2 separate regions of the Mus musculus genome follow, and region 2 is linked to region 1. Evidence: chromatin contacts called from public promoter capture Hi-C data. All regions are on one chromosome and are shown on one strand. Each heading gives the region's core, a stretch centred on a gene start, on an enhancer-like site or on the middle of the called end of the contact. The rest is flanking DNA. Distances are from core to core; before and after follow the strand shown.

Region 1 (4,869 bases), core at 1,308-3,807:
AAACTGAAAGCAGGCCTCAAAGGATTATAGTGCCAAAATAGTATTCGAATGACTCCAAGGTAGACAAACAGCTTTTCCACCAAAGTGGCCATATTCCCTGAATACATTTATCACCCCTACAACAGGGTCCCTGTTCTAAATGCAACTTGCTGTCTGGTGGCCTTAAAACAATGAAGGCTTCAAAATCCTTTAGGGAAAGTTTTTGAAAAGCCTTGAGATGAAGACATGTGTGAAGTTCCCACTAGAGATCTCTCCACAAGCATCCTTCACATGGAAGGGGGAAATCAACAAAAAGGGAGGTGTAGTTAAGGGTTCAATGGGGGGAGGGGGGAGGGGAGGGAAGGAGAGAGAGAGAGAGAGAGGTGTGTGTGTGTGTGTGTGTGTGTGTGTGTGTGTGTGTGTGTGTGTGTTGGTGGGGGTGAGGTTGCTGCAAAGAAGGCTCATTGGTCATTTGGTTTTTAGTGTAGAGGCTTCAGTGTACACCAGACACAAACATGATGTTCTCTAAGAACTGAAGTCAGAAGCCAAGATGACAGCGACTTTTCATAAAGAACCAGTTGGTTCCTCGGTATCTTTGTCTCAGGATCACTCCCAGATAGACATGTGTGGACACGGAGGCCTTTGATATACCATCAGCAAACCTCGGTCTTTCAAATTGTATTACTTGATAGATTCTCTATGTGTCCTTAATGGATGATAGGAAGCTTGAAGTTCTAGAATGTAGGACATCCCTTGGGGGAAGTATCACTACTAGATCCTAAAGTGGGCTTAAAAAATGCAGATTGGTCACTTATGTGGAGAGTAATTCTTTTCCTTCTGGAAGAGACACCTACAAAGTTCTGACAGGGAACCTGTATGGCAATTACTGCACCTAAGTGATTTGTCCTTGATCCTTAAACCCAACACCTTTCAGATAGAGAATCTTCAAGTGACAATCAACACCCTTAGGCTCAAAACTGGCTTGTAGTTAATACCTGCAGAGGAAGCTGTGGTCTCCTTGCTTCTTTTCAAGGAGTCAACGAAAAGGCATCAACTATCCAAAGTATTATACTGACCTAAAAATATTTTTTGTAAACTTTCCAAATATTTGCTTTGAGGAAAATAGTTATTTATTGTCAAAGCATCCAACATACCTGGATAAACTATACCGTTTAATAAATCTCTTAGGGATAGAAGAAACACATAACTATTCAGACTCCATGTCACTGGCACAAAATTACACTTTGTATTAAAAGGGAATACATATTTACATCATTGATGACATTCTTCACTGAAGTCCATAATCATTTCATGATACATGCACTTCCCCCTGGAAACTTAAACCGAATGGCGCCCCCCTTTTTATCCATTTTGTTTATTTTTGTAAGAACACAGCTGTCATCAGGAAATGCAGAACGCATCTCCTCTTCCTCCATTACTTTATATCTAAAATAAACTTTGTCCTTACATATAATTATTACATCTAAACCATAAGTGCTTAATAATTTAAGTAGAAACGTATGACAAATGCATCAATATGTTGCAATATATGACATTTTTTTAAAAATGTACTTTTGTTTTTGGGAAAGTGAAAATTCGTGCATTCAAAAGAAAACCCCGCTCAAACAACCCACCCAATCCAAAATCCACCATCCTGTGCATCGTGTGCGTGCGTCCGTGTGTGCGTTCGTGCGTGCGTGTGTGTGTGTGTGTGTGTGTGTGTGTGTGTGTGTGTGTGTGAAATTAAACATTTGGATGATGAGGCTCCTGGCGAGGGGAGGGACCTGTGTGTGCACGTGTTTGGTTGCAGTGTTTGGGGGCATAAGGTAGTGGTGGATGTCATCCTCGCGTGTCTGCTCCTGCAGGTGGCTTGACTGTGCGTGCACACGCGTGGAAAGCCGGAGTCTTTTACGCAACAATTAATTATGCGAGGTCATGTGCCGGGACAGGTGGTGACGCTCCCTGAAGGACTCGTTGCAAATGGGGCACTTGAGTTTCTCCTCCCGCCGCCGCTTCACCAGGGGCTCCATGGCATACTCCTTTTTGTGGTGAGACCGCATATGGTACACCAGGTCGGAGGTCATGCGGAAGGAGGCGTTGCATTTGGCGCACCAGTTCTGCGCGGGCAGACACAGCGAAGTGAAGGAGGGCGGCAGCAGGGTGAGCGCGGAGGGCAGTTGCAGCTGCAGGGGCCCGGCGGCGGCCGCCGCCGCCGCTGCCGCCGCAGCCGAGCTCTTGGGCCAGAAGGCGGTGGCGTAGAGGAAGGGGCTCTGCTTGGGCAAGCCACCGCCACCGCCGCTCGCCAGGGGCCCGCAGGCTCCGTTCAGGTCCGCTGCCCCCTGCAGCTTCACAGCCAGCGGATCGGCGGCGGCCGGGTAGAGTCTGGTGGGACCCACGCCGTCTCCCGGGTGACACGGCTCGAGAGCGCCCAGCTTCTGGCCGAGGACCAACGGGGACAGCTGCGAGAAGGAGCGCGCGGGCTGCGAGAAGGCGCTCTTCCGCTCGTCCGATGCGGCCGTTTGGCCGCCCCCCGAGCCCCCCGCAGTCCCCGCGGTCCCCGCGCCGCCACCGCCGCCCAGCTGCGACACCGAGGTGAAGGCGCTGCCGCGCGCGGGGCTCCCGCCCTCCAGCCGTCCGGGCAGAGAGCCTCCGGGACGCGGAGCCAGCAACTTCTCGGGGGCCCCAGGCGACCCCGCCGCGGGGGTGGACGAGCCGTTGCTGCCGCCGCCGGCGACACCGCCTCCCGCGTCGGGGTCCTCGGCCGTGCCCCCTGCGCCGTCTGTCGCCGCCGCCTCCTCCTGCAAGCCCACCGCGCGGCCCGCCTTCTTCACCTCCACGAAGGCGCTGCGCTTCGCCTCGCCAGTCTCCGGGCTGGGCGGCGCGAAGAGCCGGCCGTTCTCCTCCAGGCCGAAGTAGCTGCCGGCGGCGCGGTACTGCTGCGGCGTGCACACCAACTCCTCCTTGGAGGTCGCCAGCGGCCTCTCGGAGAAGCGCGCACGGCCGCCCGCCAGCCCCGCGCCGCCGCCCTCCGCCGCCGCCTCCTCTGGGAACCGCCTCTTGCCTTTGCAGCCGCCGGTGGCGACGCCGTCGGGACTCAGCTCCGCCTCCTGGTGGCCGCTGCCGCCACTGCCGACGCCCGGGGCCGCTACGCAACTGCTGCTTCCCCGGGAGTTTTCCAGTTCCCGAGCCAAGTTGTGGAAGTCCGTGGACGGCTTGGCGCTGCCGGCACCCGCGGAGCCCGGCGGGTTGCTCGCCTCCGGGGATGACGCGGGGTAGTGGTGTATGGGGCCGGCTTTGCAGAACTTGGGGCCCGGGATCAACGGCGCCTCCTGTTGCTGCTGCTGTTGCTGCTGCTGTTGCTCTTTACCACCGCCGCCGCCGCCGTGGTCCTTAGTGCCCAAGCCGCCCCCTTGCTCGTCTTGGGGATTCGCATCAGTGCTGTGAAGTCTCTTGGGGCAGCGGAATCGCAGATGTGCCACATAGGGGAACTCAAACTGGAAACGTTGGCTGCATTCCAGGCATGTGTAAGGAGACGACCCTGCTTAGTGAGCAAACACACACACACACACACACACACACACACACACACACACACACACACACACCCCACATGGTTAGTTAGCATCGCCCCTAGGCCACTTAGCCATCCTCCCCATAACAAATCCACTTTATCTTTCTGGGCTGAGTGCCCAAAAAAATGAATACACTATCCTATTTGGTGCAACTTACTTTCTTGATTTGTGCATTTACTAAGTCAAACGCTCCCCAACTTTTCCTTCCCCTTCTGTCCTAGTTCCATTCGGGACAACACCTCAGAAGCTTCGTCCACCCTATGATGTGCAAGGTGAGCCCAGGCACCCGAGCCAACCTACCGTTCATTTTGTGAGCTCTAGACGGGCAGAGCAAGAGCAATTCAGTCAGTTCTTTCCCGTACCAAACTAGTAACTCTTCATCTTTGGCAATCCTGCGGAGAGAGCGGTAGAACAGCTGTCCATTTTTTATATAAGCTTCGAGATTCTGTTCTTCCTTATCTCGGGCTGATTGGACCAGCCGCAGCCACATGAGACCTTCTGAGGAACCATTTGCCGCCGAAGTGTCTACCTACAGTATTTAAGAAAGACAAGAAGAGAGGGATCCACGTGAAAGACGGCAACCAGAGAAACCAGAGATATTTCATCTGTCTGGCTTTTGTTCTTTCCAAACAATTATCTGAAACCAAGTTTGCAAAAGTTGACCAAAGTCGAACTGCATCCCTGCATTTGTGGTCAATGGGCACAGTGGCCATCCTTTGCAATATTGGGTCAGTCTTACAGAGTAGCCTCTTTAGAATCTCCCTTTCAGTTACCTCACATGACAAAAGGAGAGGAAATTTCCCGTGTTTCAGAAGTAAAAGGCAAGTTCGGGTCTTAGTAATTATTCTATGGCACTCACGCCCATCTTCCTAACTGACATGAAGGACTAACAGCTTTACTTCATGATGAAAGACTAGGAACTCTGGGGTGGGGAAACTGGGAGTAACATTTAGCATGTAAATAAATAAAATAATTAATAAAAAAAGAACTACTAGGAAGAAAGAGGCCTGTTACAAACACAAACGTGGATTATAGATGCTTTGCTGCCAAAACAATTAACGTTTTAATTTAAATACAAACTCTGAACACTAGCTAATGTTAACTAAAGAAAGCAATAATCAGGCGATGGGGAGACCTCCCAGGTTACAAAATAAATATACTCAATACTTGTAAAAGTTCTCTCAAGGACTACTTAATATGTAAATAGCCCCAGTACTAACAAGGTCTCCTTAGCAATTTAGGAAGCCCTAATCTAGGGAACCCAGAACTAGAGTACCGATTCAGGCAACCTTGGCATTGTCTTTTTCTTTTTCTCAGT
Region 2 (4,869 bases), core at 1,101-3,600, 2.0 Mb before region 1:
TTGACTGAGTTCACAGAGCCCAGCGACGTGATTAAAACCTCCCTGACACTCCCTGACAGACTTGTCTTGGCTCATCCGATGATAACACAAATGCCTTCTGCTGTAACATCCAGCCTGCTGTTTTCTGTGTCCCCAACCTCACACTCTTCTCCAGCTCTCCATGGAACAATGTTCTTGGCACTTGGCAGCTCTTTGTAACAACTTCCAGGCCACTTATCATAGCATGGCTTTCTCATCCGAGAAGAGATGCAGCGAAAGCATTCCTGACTTGAAAAATCACCAGGAGAACCTCTGTGAAGAGTGTATCAGATCGCGGAATTCTTCTCCACATTAGCTGTAGAAGGGGAAATGAAAAGGGAAAGAGAAAGGAGAAAGGACGAGGGGGAAAGGAGGGAGGGAGAAAGCTTCATCTGGAGGACATTCCTCCCCTAACTACATATAAACTTTACATTTGACTTAGCTTTCTAAATCTATATACAACTACATCTATAAACCGATATGCCTTCAATTTACAACTCATATTAAAGAGTCATGGAGGTCATGAGTTTTTACTGGTGTTCCACACAACAGGGCCTCAGAGTTGGGAAGTTCTTGTTACATAATTACTGGATGAATAGAAGATGGATAGTTGGAAGGAAGGAAGAAAGAAAGAAAGAAAGAAAGAAAGAAAGCAAGAAAGAAAGAAAGGAAGGAAGGAAGGAAGGAAGGAAGAAAGAAAGAAAGAAAGAAAGAAAGAAAGAAAGAAAGAAAGAAAGAAAGAAAGAAAGAAAGAGAAATGGATGGATGGATGAAGGAATGGATGGATAGATGAAGGAATGGATAGATGGACAGATTAATGGATAGATAGATGGATAGAAGGATGGATGGATAGATAAGAGGTTGGATGGATTAATGGATGAAGGGATGGATGGGTGATGGATGGATGGGGATGGATGGATGACAAGTAGATGCAGTGTTCAGCAGTGCAGAAGGAAACTCTTCAGTATTGCTTTGTCTCATCTCTTGTTTACATTACGAAATGAGAAATCTAGTAGGCCTGGTGGTACAAGCCTGTACCCAGTTACTTAGGAAGCTGAAGTTGAAGGATTAAAAGTTCAAAGCCTTCCTGGGTTACACAGAGAGTTCAAGTCTGCTCTAGCCTGGGCAACTTGTGTGCCGCTCTATCTCAAAATAAGTAGAAATAAAGGACTCAGGGCTGGAGAGATGACGCAGAGGTTACAATCCTGGATGCTCTTCCAGAGGACTCAGATTGGTTCCCAGCAGCCACATGGCAGCTTAAAACCATCTGCAGTTCTAGTTCTAAGAGATCTAATTCTTCTTCTGGCAAACCCCAGATTCTGAGGCTCACTCATACACTTAAAAGAAAAATTAATATATCCTTAAAATATACAATTAAAAACTAAATAAAGTGCTGCAGATGTAGCTTGGGAGAATTTGCTTAGCATATGCAAGGCCCAGGCTTTTAATTTCCAACAAAACAGAAAACAGACGTGAAGCCCAGGAAGCGGGACCCCAGGCTTGTTTCATGCACAGGAGTATTCCAAGTTCCCAAGTGGGAACGAAGAGGACCTTGAATTTTTTGGTTGAGCTTTTGTTATTGTGAATATAGGTAGGCGCCATACACCCAGAAAACTATTGACCCAGAAATCCAAACTTACAAAAGTAAACATGCAAGAAGAGTATTTGTTTTATGGAAGCACCCATTGTAGGTTTCTATTCATAGAAAGCACGTCACTGCTTTTAAAGGTCAGTGTCCTGGGAATGCAAGAGACCCTTGTCTACCAAGATCACACCTGCAGATGGCCAGGGCTAGAGCCCCACAGGTCACCCATAAGCCACGAGAATAAGACTATGTCCCAAGTAAAGCAGGTTAGAACAGAGTCACTGGGTGGTGTATCTTCAATTCCTTCAAACCCTACTTTTAATGATGGTTCCCAAGCCCTCCAGCCTCCTCTCTAGCCCACCACCCAGCAGAGGCAGTGGGAAAGAAAGGACGTGGGGGAAGTGGACCTGCCTGGAAATGGTTCTTTGGAGCAAATTCCATCCCCGTTGTCAGAGAATCAGCAGTTCAGTTCACAGGTCAGCAGTGGCAGCTCGATCTACTTGTAAACACTTCACAGATACACCCGCAGCAGTCCAGTTCAGTAGTATTGGGATAGCAGCAGTGGTGGCATGACCTAGCAGGAACAGCCAGGCCTCAGTTGAAACAGCAGGAGTCAGCAGAAGGAATTCAGCTCACCAGCAACCCCAGGAAAAGTTCTCCGTGGTGCCTCTCTTAACATACTGAAGTTCAGCAAAGATGAGAGACCAGCAAGTGTTGCATAGCTAGCTCTACCAGTGAGTCAAGCTCCTCTCACAGTCCGCTGAGTCCTATTTATCCCTCCAAACATCACGTGTCCTCCGCGTGTCTTGCCTCACCACGTGAGTCTGACTTAGTAAAACTCCATGTGAGTCTGTCTCTGCTGACATCATTCTGCCAATTGGCCCAAGTCACCTTCACATATTTGCCTGAGAAAAACACCACCCAACACAACTGATTTTCCAAAGAACCCTTAAGTTTCCACCTCAAGGTGGATTCTTTCCCTCTGAGTTCTCAGCTGAACTCAGCATCTTGGAGTACATCTGGAATATGAGGCCTTTAAAGGGTGTTTAAGATAAAATGAGATTATAGAAGTAAGCTCTAACCAACATGGCTGGAGAAACACAAGACAGCCATCTTTAAGTGAAAGAGGAGGAGGGCTCAGAAGAAACCAGATCTATAGATGCTCGTGTCTCCAGCCTCCAGAAGCAAGATATGATAAATTCCTGTGGCTGCCGCCTGGTCTGTGCTATACATGATCATCTGCATATACATGGAAAAAACCTTTTGTAGGCTTTCTTCTACTGTTCTGCAGACTACAATTATAGTGCAGAAGTTTCTGAATCCCAGGCAAACAGAAGACAGAGAAAAGGTGCTTCCCCCACCTTCTTCCTCACCCCAGGCAGCTCAGCTGGGCTTTCCCCTCATCCTGAGGTTCTCCCTAGCAGATGCACACACTCCGGCCTCCCGGCAGAAAACAGTTATAACAATCCAGGTTTCTTTTTTTTTTTTTTTTTTTTTTTGTCACAAGAGTAGGAGTATGGAGGTAGGAAAATGGCTGTTACTTTGATCCTTAAGGAAAAAAGATCCGTTCTCAATCTCCTGCCTCACTCTCTAAATACAACCACACCATTTGGACATTAGAATTGCTTTTGCAAACGCTGCAGAAAAACAAGCAACTTGGAAAGTCCTGAGCCTTCACTTAAGAAACTAGCCTAGCTGAAGCCCTGCGCTCGGTTGCTGGCCCTTCACAAAACCAGTCTCTTGCCTGTAATTGCTGCTCCCAGTAAGTGGAGGCAGGAGGGTCATAAGTTCAAGGTCATACTTGGCTTCAAAAAATAAGAGGAAACCCTGGCCTTGGACCTGTGAGTGGTGGGAGACAGGAGCCAGCCAGAGGTATAGACAGAGTGCATTCTTTCACTGAGAATAGCCCGAGCGGCAGCATCAAAACAATTTAATACATTACTTCCCTTTAATAGAAGTGCAAATCAAATGTCTCGCTCAATCAAACCATGTTAGGAGAGAAACCCTTGGTCAGCTCCGGGTTCTGCTCAGGCAGGCCTGCATGGAACAGTCCTGGCTGAGGACTGCTTGTATCATTAAAAAATTATCGTAACTGCTTGCTGCCAGAAGTCATTTGCCCTGCACTGTCCACGCTTTAGCGGCAGAACTAATGCTTCCTGTGGCTGCGGATGTCTGGGAAATAGCATCCCGAAGATAAAGGTCTGCAGACAGCTGGAGAGAGGGAGCTGGCCTGGAGGAAACAGTAAGACCTGGGGGCTGGGGCAGGAATGTACAGGCTGTGGGTCACCCTGCAGGAACCAGGCCAGACCAGTGCTCCCTGAAGTGGGTAGAGTGGGTAGAATGTGGACCACGGAGGTGGTGTGATGAGGAGGGCCCATGTTTCTGATTCTGTTCTCCCAATGCCCTCCCACCCTAGGTTTAAGATTCAGGATAGCAAAAGTGTACACATGTGTGCTTGTGGGGTAGGTTGTGAGCGAGTGCTCCACTGTGGGAAGGTTGTGAGTGAGTGCTCCACAATGGGGTAGGTTGAGAGAGAGTGCTCCACTATGGGAAGGTTGTGAGAGAGTGCTCCACAATGGGAAGGTTGTGAGAGAGTGCTCCACTATGGGAAGGTTGTGAGAGAGTGCTCCACTGTGGAATAGGTTATGAGTGAGTGCTCCACTGTGGGAAGGTTGTGAGAGACTGTTCCACCATGGGGTAGGTTGTGAGTGAGTGCTCCACTGTGGGAAGGTTGTGTGAGAGTGCTCCACTGTGGGAAGGTTGTGAGTGAGTGCTCCACAATGGGGTAGGTTGAGAGAGAGTGCTCCACTATGGGAAGGTTGTGAGAGAGTGCTCCACAAAGGGAAGGTTGTGAGAGAGTGCTCCACTATGGGAAGGTTGTAAGTGAATGCTCCACTGTGGAATAGGTTATGAGTGAGTGCTCCACTGTGGGAAGATTGTGAGAGAGTGCTCCACTGTGGGGTAGGTTGTGAGTGAGTGCTCCACTGTGGGGTAGGTTGTGTGAGAGTGCTCCACTGTGGGAAGTTTGTGAGTGAGTGCTCCACTGTGGGGTAGATTGTGAGAGACTGTTCCACCATGGGGTAGGTTGTGAGTGAGTGCTCCACTATGGGAAGGTTGTGTGAGAGTGCTCCACTGTGGGAAGGTTGTGAGTGAGTGCTCCACTGTGGGGTAGATTGTGAGAGAGTGCTCCACTATGGGAAGGTTGTGAGTGAGTGCTCCACTGTGGGGTAGGTTGTGAGTGAGTGCTCCACTGTGGGAAGGTTGTG

Evidence for each region. Promoter capture Hi-C pulls out the DNA fragments that hold promoters and counts their contacts.
Region 2: a promoter capture Hi-C map of liver shows a contact between it and region 1, with 2.4 times the contacts expected there. The contact joins the promoter of 2310034O05Rik here to the promoter of A730035I17Rik in region 1. A contact is called at or near these places in 2 of 39 promoter capture datasets (hippocampal neurons and liver).

Annotation. Positions count from the first base shown.
Region 1 is chr5:98,183,672-98,188,540 of GRCm38.p6, reverse strand. A730035I17Rik (RIKEN cDNA A730035I17 gene) reads left to right here and starts at 2,557. Exons shown (of 3, transcript NR_153823.1): 1 at 2,557-3,497; 2 at 3,773-3,823. Prdm8 (PR domain containing 8) reads right to left here. Exons shown (of 4, transcript NM_029947.2): 3 at 3,852-4,080; 4 at 1,093-3,517. The coding sequence ends at 1,899.
Region 2 is chr5:100,208,173-100,213,041 of GRCm38.p6, reverse strand. 2310034O05Rik (RIKEN cDNA 2310034O05 gene) reads right to left here and starts at 2,350. Exons shown (of 4, transcript NR_040679.1): 1 at 2,015-2,350. It overlaps Gm36304 (a long non-coding RNA gene), which reads left to right. Exons shown (of 2, transcript XR_001784901.1): 2 at 1-456.